Regions from separate parts of the Mus musculus genome. Here region 1 is linked to region 2. The links are chromatin contacts, called in public Hi-C maps. All regions are on one chromosome and are shown on one strand. Each heading gives the region's core, a stretch centred on a gene start, on an enhancer-like site or on the middle of the called end of the contact. The rest is flanking DNA. Distances are from core to core; before and after follow the strand shown.

Evidence for each region. A called contact is a pair of places that touch in the nucleus more often than the background predicts.
Region 1: a contact with region 2 is called in a Hi-C map of myocytes, with 5 times the contacts expected there. The contact joins two enhancer-like sites. A contact is called at or near these places in 4 of 484 Hi-C or Micro-C datasets (the HL-1 cell line, adipose-derived mesenchymal stem cells, myocytes and 1 more).

Annotation. Positions count from the first base shown.
Region 1 is chr3:21,817,820-21,822,547 of GRCm38.p6, reverse strand. No RefSeq gene overlaps it. Among named protein-coding and RNA genes, the nearest start is that of 7530428D23Rik, 19 kb to the right of the region's middle. Within about 2 kb of position 3,352, at least 28 of the 459 cell types and tissues checked have an H3K27ac peak or open chromatin away from gene starts, as enhancers often do. A contact at or near this core is called in myocytes, where this site is marked.
Region 2 is chr3:21,269,609-21,274,012 of GRCm38.p6, reverse strand. No RefSeq gene overlaps it. Among named protein-coding and RNA genes, the nearest start is that of Gm31610, 220 kb to the left of the region's middle. Within about 2 kb of position 1,627, at least 10 of the 459 cell types and tissues checked have an H3K27ac peak or open chromatin away from gene starts, as enhancers often do. A contact at or near this core is called in myocytes, where this site is marked.

The DNA of each region.
Region 1 (4,728 bases), core at 2,103-4,602, 550 kb before region 2:
AACCATTATGACTATTACTCAGTTGTTTCTATGGATAAAACTCCATCTTATTCCTCAAAATCGACATTCATTTATGTTGTTATTTGTGCAGTCTTAGACATCAGTATCTAATTGTTTTGAGGGGCTGGAGTTCCTCCTATTCTTTTATTAGGCCATTTACCGGTAACACCCAATTCAAAGTTGTAAATACAAATGTTCCTTGGTATATGTATCCATGAGGGATTGGATCCAAGAATTCCTGTCATTTGTGGAGCATCCAAAATCTGTGGAGGCTCAAGTTCTTATGATAGGCCAATGTTTGCTTGCAGCCACAAAATGTGCTGCAAGATTTGTTTTATTTATTGTGTTTTAGTGTGATATTTATTAATAAATATTTATATAATAATGTGTGTGTATTTGTGGTCTGGGTTGGCTGAGGCCACAGAGTTCATGGATATGGAGAACAATTTGTATTCATGGTGAATTTCCTTGGGCATTGAGCTTCAGTGTGGTAGCCACAGGGCAGTGATTCTAAATTGCTTGACATTTGAAACCACCTGAGGATAGACACAGTCCACACAGGAGAAATCGGGTAGCGTTGGGATTACTGTTTCTCAGGTATCTTCAGTGGACAGTCAAGGTTATACAGCACTTGCGATTAGCATAAACAAGTGCAAAAGTATAGTACGCAGAATTCTCTCTCATTGTAGGCACACCAAAGTGTGAAAGAGGAAAACAGAGGAAAAAATTCATTAGACTCATGTTGAGGAGATGAGAGTTTTAACACTGAGATTCAGTCTCAATCCCTCTGCGTTTTTTCTTAAGCAATCCCTGGATTGATGCTGTGAAGTATTCTTTAAAAGCTCTGGCTCCTCTAACACACAGCCAGGTTTTGAAAGCTGATTCGCCCTGTGGTGGTTCGGGTGGGGGTGGAGGAAGATGCCTCCAGCTCCTTTATCGCTAACCTACCTCAGTCTCTGTGAGAGAAGGATACTTTTTTTTTTAACCAAGCATCTTAGCTATGAAATTAAAAATCAAGTAACGAAAAGTTCAGTTTAGCTAAGATTTTCTGGTGGCATGTGATGAGAGACACTTCCTAAAAGCATCAAAGGAGCCTGAGTTATCGAGCTCTGACACTATCAGTTCTTGACAGAGCGGTGTGGCAGTTCTGTGAGGCCTGGAGAGGCCTAGTTTAGTTGATCTATTGAGCTTTGTTTCCTAGCATTTGAAGTCTCACTTCTCTCACATAAATACAGGGTTAAAACAAAAACAAAAACAAAACAAAACAAAAAAACAACAGAGCTGGTGAGCATTTGAAGTCTCACTTCTCTCACATAAATACAGGGTTAAAACAAAAACAAAAACAAAACAAAACAAAAAAACAACAGAGCTGGTGAGATGCCCCATCCCAAATGACGCTTGTCTTAGAAGCCCGTGGATCTGTTTAAATCCCAGAACTCACATAAAAAAATAAATAGAAAACAATAATAAAAAGCATACTCGTGGTCTCTCAGAGGTGGAGACAGATGGATCCTGGTGTTCATTACCAGCCAGTTTAGCTTCCTTCGTAAATTTTAGGCCAGTGAGAGACCCTGTCTCAACATAAATAAATAAAATTAAAATTACAGTAAATGAATAAAATAAGAAACAGTGGACAGCACCTGAGGAATGGTATCTGAGGTTGTCCTTTGGGTTCCATATGCACTGGCAAACACATAACCCCACATGAATGCAAATATGCAAATCAATAGATACCAAATCAAAGGCTGTATGACATTATAGCAGAACATTGAAAACACTCAAGATGCTTCATAATAGGCAATAGTGCTGCTTGTGTTAATTATTTAACTGTAAGTAGCTAGCTCTATGTTGAATTTCTTCCTAAGACTTTAGCCAGCTGTCATGTTTCTGCTGATCATGTGGGTAACCTGACCGTTCTTTCCTTTTTCAGACATCAACCCTACTGAGTTCACAGAGCTGCCTCTATCATCATGGGGAAAGAAAGAAAGAAAGAAAGAAACCCACCACCAACAATAAAAAACCAACTCTTTGATTAACTCAGAAATTCCAAAATTAAACCTAAAATGCTTGTGGGAAAGGCTCTAGATGTGCTTTATATATCACAGTTACAAAGCAGGCATCAGATTGATTGTCTTTGCATGTTGCAATCAAGTTTTGTGGCTACTTCCTGCTTTTTTGGGCAGTGTGGTGAGAGGGATAGGGAAAATGCTTTGGCTTGATTCCTTGCTTACATTGTTGATAACCATCCTGGGTTCTTGGATTCTGGCAGAGCTGCAAATAGCAACAGGGATGGGTCTACTTTTAAACTCCTGCCAGAATTCCTGTGGCCTCAGCTGACACAGAGGAATGCACAGACTCACGCACAATTCTTATGAGACTTCAATTGTTGTAGTTTGCTACAGGAGCCGTCCACATACATCTTTTCAGTAGATCGTAGTCTACTGCTGTGGAGGTTTGGGGGATCAATCTGTGTGTGTCCCCTCATGCTTAGGATGTTTATCTTGTAACTCTGAATTTGGAAGGAAGGAACTATTTTATTCATATGTGTAAATATATAAGTATATGTTAATAAATATATATGTATATGCTTCAAAAACCTACAGACTCACTAGCTGGCTGTGGTCCTCATCCTGGATATCTTCAGTATTTCTGAACAGAGAGAAACCCATTCTTTCTTTGTGAATGTCCCCCACTGCCCCCAGAACCAGATGCTGTTAAAGAACTGACAGAAAGCTAAAACATTCGAAGTCACCTTGGAAATGACCTTGAAAGAGTAGAGGGAAGATAAAAGCAGGGAAGCTGTTGAATGACAAATTTAGCATGCTTCTTCAGCATACACCCTTGACTTTTAAAACTACTTTTGCCGGGCCATCATAATGGGGGAGGGGAGGGTGGGTGTCATGCATCTCAGGTTGTCCTCAAATTTGGTGTGTAATCAAGGATGACTTTGAATTTCTATCCTCCTGTTGCTATCTTCCGAGTGCTGGGTTGCAGGTATATGGCACTAGGCTCACTTTATGTGGTATCGGGGATTGAACCCAGGGCTTCATGTATGCTAGGCAAGAACTTGACTCCTAAAATTTTTAATTATTTCAAACAGATATGCTATCCCATGCTTGAATGGTTCTGATTAGTCCAAAAATATCTTAGCAGACAACCAAAGGACGAGAGGTGGTTTAGTTTTTCACAAAAGTCTCTCCTCTACTAAGGAGGGTATCAGGTTTAAAGAGGAACACCTGTTTTGCCAGAACCTAACTGAAGTCTTCTAGTTGTTCTCACATAAGTCAGTGGACAGCTGTTAGATAAGATATGGCAACAATTTTAGACACTTGAGAACCATGACATTGAGCTAGAGACCTGGAGGTCCTTGGGGCTCTGTTAACCCTCCTTTGGGCCACCTGTCACGGTAGACAACACAGTCATTAAGAAAAAGAGTGTTGCCCCGTTGTTTGAGAATAGACCAGCATGTGTTCGGCATTAGTAATGTTTTTTCCAGCTTAAGTAGCACTTATTCCTGATTACTTTTGGACTGTCCCTGTCCTATTTAGTGATGCCATTATTCCCAAGTCTAAAATCAGAGGTCCTCTTGATCTTTTATTTACAAAGCCTGGCTAATTCCTCTCTGTTATGACTCTTTCTTTTCCTCTCATCTAACGCCATCACTTTAATACAGGCTTCCATGACCTCACCAACATCCTCTTGGGGTAGCTGAGGTGCCACTGGAGCACCGTTCATGCATTCTCTTTTCTAGAACCAGGTTATTCTGTGAATCTTCAGCTGTGCTCCAGTGTCTTATTAGGCTATTCTTCACCCTCTGGTTTTCTGATAAAACTCTGGCTGGATCTGTCCCTCAACTTGTCAAAACATCTCAAGCATTTTTTTTTTCACCACAGAATTGTGGACTCCTTTTCACTTAGGGTTTTGTGGGTGTTCCTGGAATTTCTTTTGCTTACTTTTCCCCAGTCACCACTGTTTACTATTCTAGCAAGCCTCATATCACACACCATTGTTGAAAGGTCTTCTCTGCCTCAAGAGAGATGTGACACCCCCCACCCCCACTTTTATCCTTTAACACTTAGGTCTCTCTTGTCATATTTATTCATGGGCCCACTCATTCCACAAATGAGGTGTACTTATTTGGTTTCCTCTGACCTTCCTCGATATCAGTAATGCATCTTCCTCATATATTTCAAAATGTATCTAATGATAAGTGCTCAAAACATGCTATAAAGGTTCTAAGATTTGAGAGCACTTGATGTTTACGTAGATCCTGAAAAGCTCTCCCCTCAGTCCCAAATCTGAACAACCATAGTGTAGAATAGGGGTTGATCTATTTGATGGAGTTCCTTGTAAACTTAAACAATCGAGGGAATAAATCTAAAAGTGGGTAGCTATCTTCCTTCTGAAATATCTGTGTGGGTTGGGCTCCTCTGTGTCTCCATCCTTAAAGTCTATTTCACCTGCTCTCTGTCTCTTCACAGCCGACCTCCTCATACTGTGATACCCAAGAATCTTGTTGCTCATGATAGAGAATTTTGTTAGAATAGTTCTGGCCTATTTGCTAAGTATATAATTTAGCAAATTCTTCCCATTCAAGTCAACTGAGGACTGAGTTAGGGTTACTGTTTTCTGTAAAGGCACTCATGTCACCTGTTAAGCCTGGTTCTGTCATATCCTATGTATCTAAGAAAATTACCTAAACCTGAACTTCAAGTTTGGAAAATAATG
Region 2 (4,404 bases), core at 378-2,877:
CCTCTATAGTTCTACTTACTTCAGGTAATCCCCACCATTCTAGGATTTCAATGCTCCAACAATCATCATTATCTGAGGACTAAGTGTTCTAATATGGTAGTTTTGGGGGGACATTCTTCACCTATCCAGTAACAGATGTTAATTTTGATGCCTGATTACATACATGAGCTTTCTGTCTGTGAGGGAAGTTCTTTCTCAGTACCTCTTGAATGATGTACCCTGAGGGAAGTCATCTGCAAAACCATAAGGCAATGTCAGGCCCATGGGAGAAAGCGTGAAATCTGGTTTTCAGAAGCCTGTTAAAAGCTTTGAGAATAAGCAATAGAGCAAGTCCTTCCCGATCCAATGCTTAAAATAACTGCAGTCCAGCCAAACCTTGATTATAGGTCATGAGGGAACAGGATCTCAAACTACTAAGCTAAGCTGATATAGCCAACTTCCGCTGTTTTCAGCCTTTAAAGGATGAGACAATAATTCATGCAGAAAATGATAAAAAATACATTAGTGCCTCAGAGGAAAAACTATACTATAATATTCCAATTGCTATTATGCAATGTTCTGTGAGGAAACACTTCTCATCTGTTGAGTAAGATGACATTTCCAGTGAGTTCATCATTCCCCCAAAGAGCTTTTTCTTCCAGTTTGTTCTCTTCCATCTCCACTTGCTTCCTGGAGCTTTAGCCTTTCTGTTCTTTTAGTTGCAAAGTGAAACTATCTATCACTGTTGAAAAGGCTGAAGCTATTGCTCAGATGGTAGAGCCATTGCCTAATGGTATAGTTGATCTCCATAACTGCACAAACCAGGCACAGTGGTATCCATTTGCCTTTCTAGCTGGGGAAGAGATGTTAAGATCAGGAGTTCAATGTCATCTTTGACTATATAGTGAGTTTGAGGTTGACCTGGGTTACACATGACCCTGTCTCGGAATGATGAAAGAAAGAAAGAAAGAGAGAGAGAGAGAGAGAGAGAGAGAGAGAGAGAGAGAGAAGAAAGAGGAAAAAGAGAGGAGTGCAGAAGGAAGGGTAGCTAAAAGGAGTGTGGTTTTGTCCTTGTATGACCTTAGAATGATTCAAAGTGATGTCTGTAAGGCCCATGCTAGATTGGTGGGTTCTTATATAGTTTTCTATCCTGCTTTACCTTGTGCCAAGTACTGATCACTGTTGTGTGTGATTACCTTAGACCACTGTAATACCAACTTTAAAGGGGCTTTCCCAGTGTTGCACTTAGTAAGTGGAAGGCTGGAATATTTTATTATTGTGGTGGTGAAGATCTAACCTAGTGCCTCTAGCCAAGTGCTCAGTAACCTCCACTATGGATCTGAAATGTGAGCACAGTCCTGACCGTGAGGACCTAAGCCTTCTCTCCTCTAGTCAAGGATCTTCTCCACAGGAATGGGCTGGAGAATCCAGTGGGCTGCTGCCTGTGCCCTTGAAAAGAGGCAGCTGGAACTGACCTTAAATGCCGTTCCAAATGTGGGCGGGCGGTGCTTGAACTAGCTGTTTGCTTTGATTGTCAAGATCAGGAGCACCTGACCATCACAAAGGAAAAATCAGAGGATTGAGACATTTGGCTGAATGGAATGGAAACTCCTGGGTGATGCCTGTATCTAAGACAACCATGTCAAGGACAGAGGCTGGCCATGTGAGAATCCGTCATGTGCTGGAGCACTTAGGGAATGCCTCACAGATCCTGGGTCATCCTGACACCTGTCACTGACTCAGCTATTTTTAGGAGGTGTTAAGAGTTTAAAATGCAGCAAAATCTCAGATTTTAACAAGGGTTTTGGTTCTATTTTAACAATAAGATAGTCTTTTGTTTTTGTTATTGTTTTGAAACAGTCTGTTCTGAAACTCACAGGCCTCATGATTCAGTATCCTAATTGCTGATTGCTGAAATTAGAGGTAAAATTAGCTCAGTGCCACCAGACTGATCTCTAGTCCTCTCCCAAAGCACTTCATTTAACTTCCATCTCTTTTCTTTTTTGGGGCGGTGGGGTGGGGTGGGAGAAGGGTGCAGGGCTTTTATTGATTATAACTCACTACGTAGCTTAGTCTGGCCATGAACTGGTGGCAATCCTCCTGGCTCAGACTCCTGTGTGCTGGGTTTACAGATTTGCCACCATGCCTGGCAAAAACAACTTTTAAAAAGCTAATTGGCACTAGTATGATTTTGAAGTAGGATTTCAGTTTAACATTTTAACAATATTGTTTTTTATCATTTTTTAATTTTACAATTAATTTCTTCAGAATAAATCCTTTATATTTCTTTCTTTTAAAAGTCTGCATAGTTTCTTATCATAACTTTGGAAAACACATTACATAATTATTAAAATAATTTTTCTCATATACAGGCTATACATTCAGTGAAACTGTGATGAGCAAGTTTATCTTCTTTCACTGTCTGGCATCTGAAGGTTCTTTTCACATAATTTCCAGATTTTTTTCTTCCTCTTATTTTTCATTCTTACATCTGAAATGAACACTATATCTAGTAAGATAGCTCAGAAGATAGACCATGTAAGGATGGCTTTGATCTTTAGCATAATAGTATAAGTTTATAATCTCAGCACTGGCAATATAGAGGCAAACAAAAAGCTTTGGTTTTGCTGGCCAACTAGCCTAGTTGACAAGCTACAGGCAACTGAGAGACCATTGAGAGAAGCAGAGACAGAGGTAGAGAGAGAGACAGGGAGACAGAGAGACAGGGAGACAGGGAGACAGAGAGACAGAGAGAGAGGCAGAGGCTGAAACAGAGACAGAGAAGGAGAACAGAGTTTCAGAGACAATACCAGGAGATTTGTTTTGCTGTTCTGCACAAACATGCTTGAGCACTTGCACAAACAGAAACTTTGCACATGCAAGTGTAAGTGTGCACCCCTACCCACCGCTTACATACACAGGAAGGAAAATTAATTGGGAAGAAAATATGAGCAAGCATATTTTGTTTCTTTTCCAATTGCACTCCTCTCAAGTGCCAATTCTCTTCATTCAAGACACAGGGGAACTGCAGCTGTTTGAGAGTGGGCAGAAGCGGGATGGAATTACACGGACACCACCATATGTGTATTGTGTAGAGTCCCTTGATTATTCAAAAAACTTCTTGAAGCTTCCTAGAAAGAATTATTGTTTCAAAGATTTGTGCCACATTTTCATAATAAAATTATTCAGGAAAAATGCTTTTCTGTAAATATTCTCTATATTCTCACAAACTTCTGAGACTTTGGGGTCAAAAATCAGGGCAAAATTTGTGTTAATTACACACCAACACACATGAGAAATGATTTTATTCATCCACGGGACCCTCAGAACTATTGTGATTCTCTCTGGAAAGTTTCTTTAGTGTACCCCTATGATTTTCTCTCAAATCCTCTTCTACAGACCTGAAAACAGTGCGTGGAAAGCCCACATTTGCTATGGGCATTCTGTTACTGTGATAGAGCAGCCACTGAATTAATTCAGTTGGCATTCAGGTAGGCTCTATGCCCTTCAAGACTTATTTTATTTGTGAATGTAACACCATAAGTGACCCAAATCATATACTATAAACGTCTTGGGTGTAAGTAGAATAGTTTCTGAGAAAGCATGACGACCTGAGTTCAATCCAAACTAGTCATGTCAAAACTAGAGAATGGAGTTGAACACTTGTAATCCTAGCACTGGGGAGGCTGAGACAGGAGTCAATTTAGCCAAATTAGTGAGCTACTTTCAGTGAGAGACCCTACTATAAAAAGCAAGATATATAGAGAGACTGAAGAAGACACTGGGAACCAACCTCTGATGTCCATACACATACACATGTACACATGTTCATCTTTAAAAAACACATTAGCATGCACATGTATACACACACACAGACACACACATACAACTTGTGATAGCACATCTGAATAATTTAAATGTTCAATTATTTTCAAAGTGAAAGTTTGCACACTTCCTATTGAGTGAGATGACTTAATCAACAAATTCCTTGAGATTATTTTAATAATTAATCTGAATTATCACGTGGAAATTTTGTTTTACTTTTTACGTGTCTATTTTCTTTGAAGTTCAAGCATACTGCTGGAACACCAATTAGAAGAAAATTGGATGTTATTTAATACAAATTAATATTGTTGAAGTTGTGCAGTTTCAACACTTAGTAGCCTGTGACTGGAGAACTACTATGAATTCTGGGATAGCTTAGACAATTACCTGCCAATCAGAGGCACAGCAAGACTTGGTCTCAAAGAAAAAAAAATCTCCTCATCCACTAACAACAAAAATCTGTATATGGTTTACTCTGATTGGCCATGACAAACAAAAGGCAAAGGTGATTGAAATTCCATCTCTCTGTGATAATGGAACCCAGGCCGACAAATCTCAGTTCAGAAGTCATGTCACTTTCTAGGTCACTAGCCAATAATT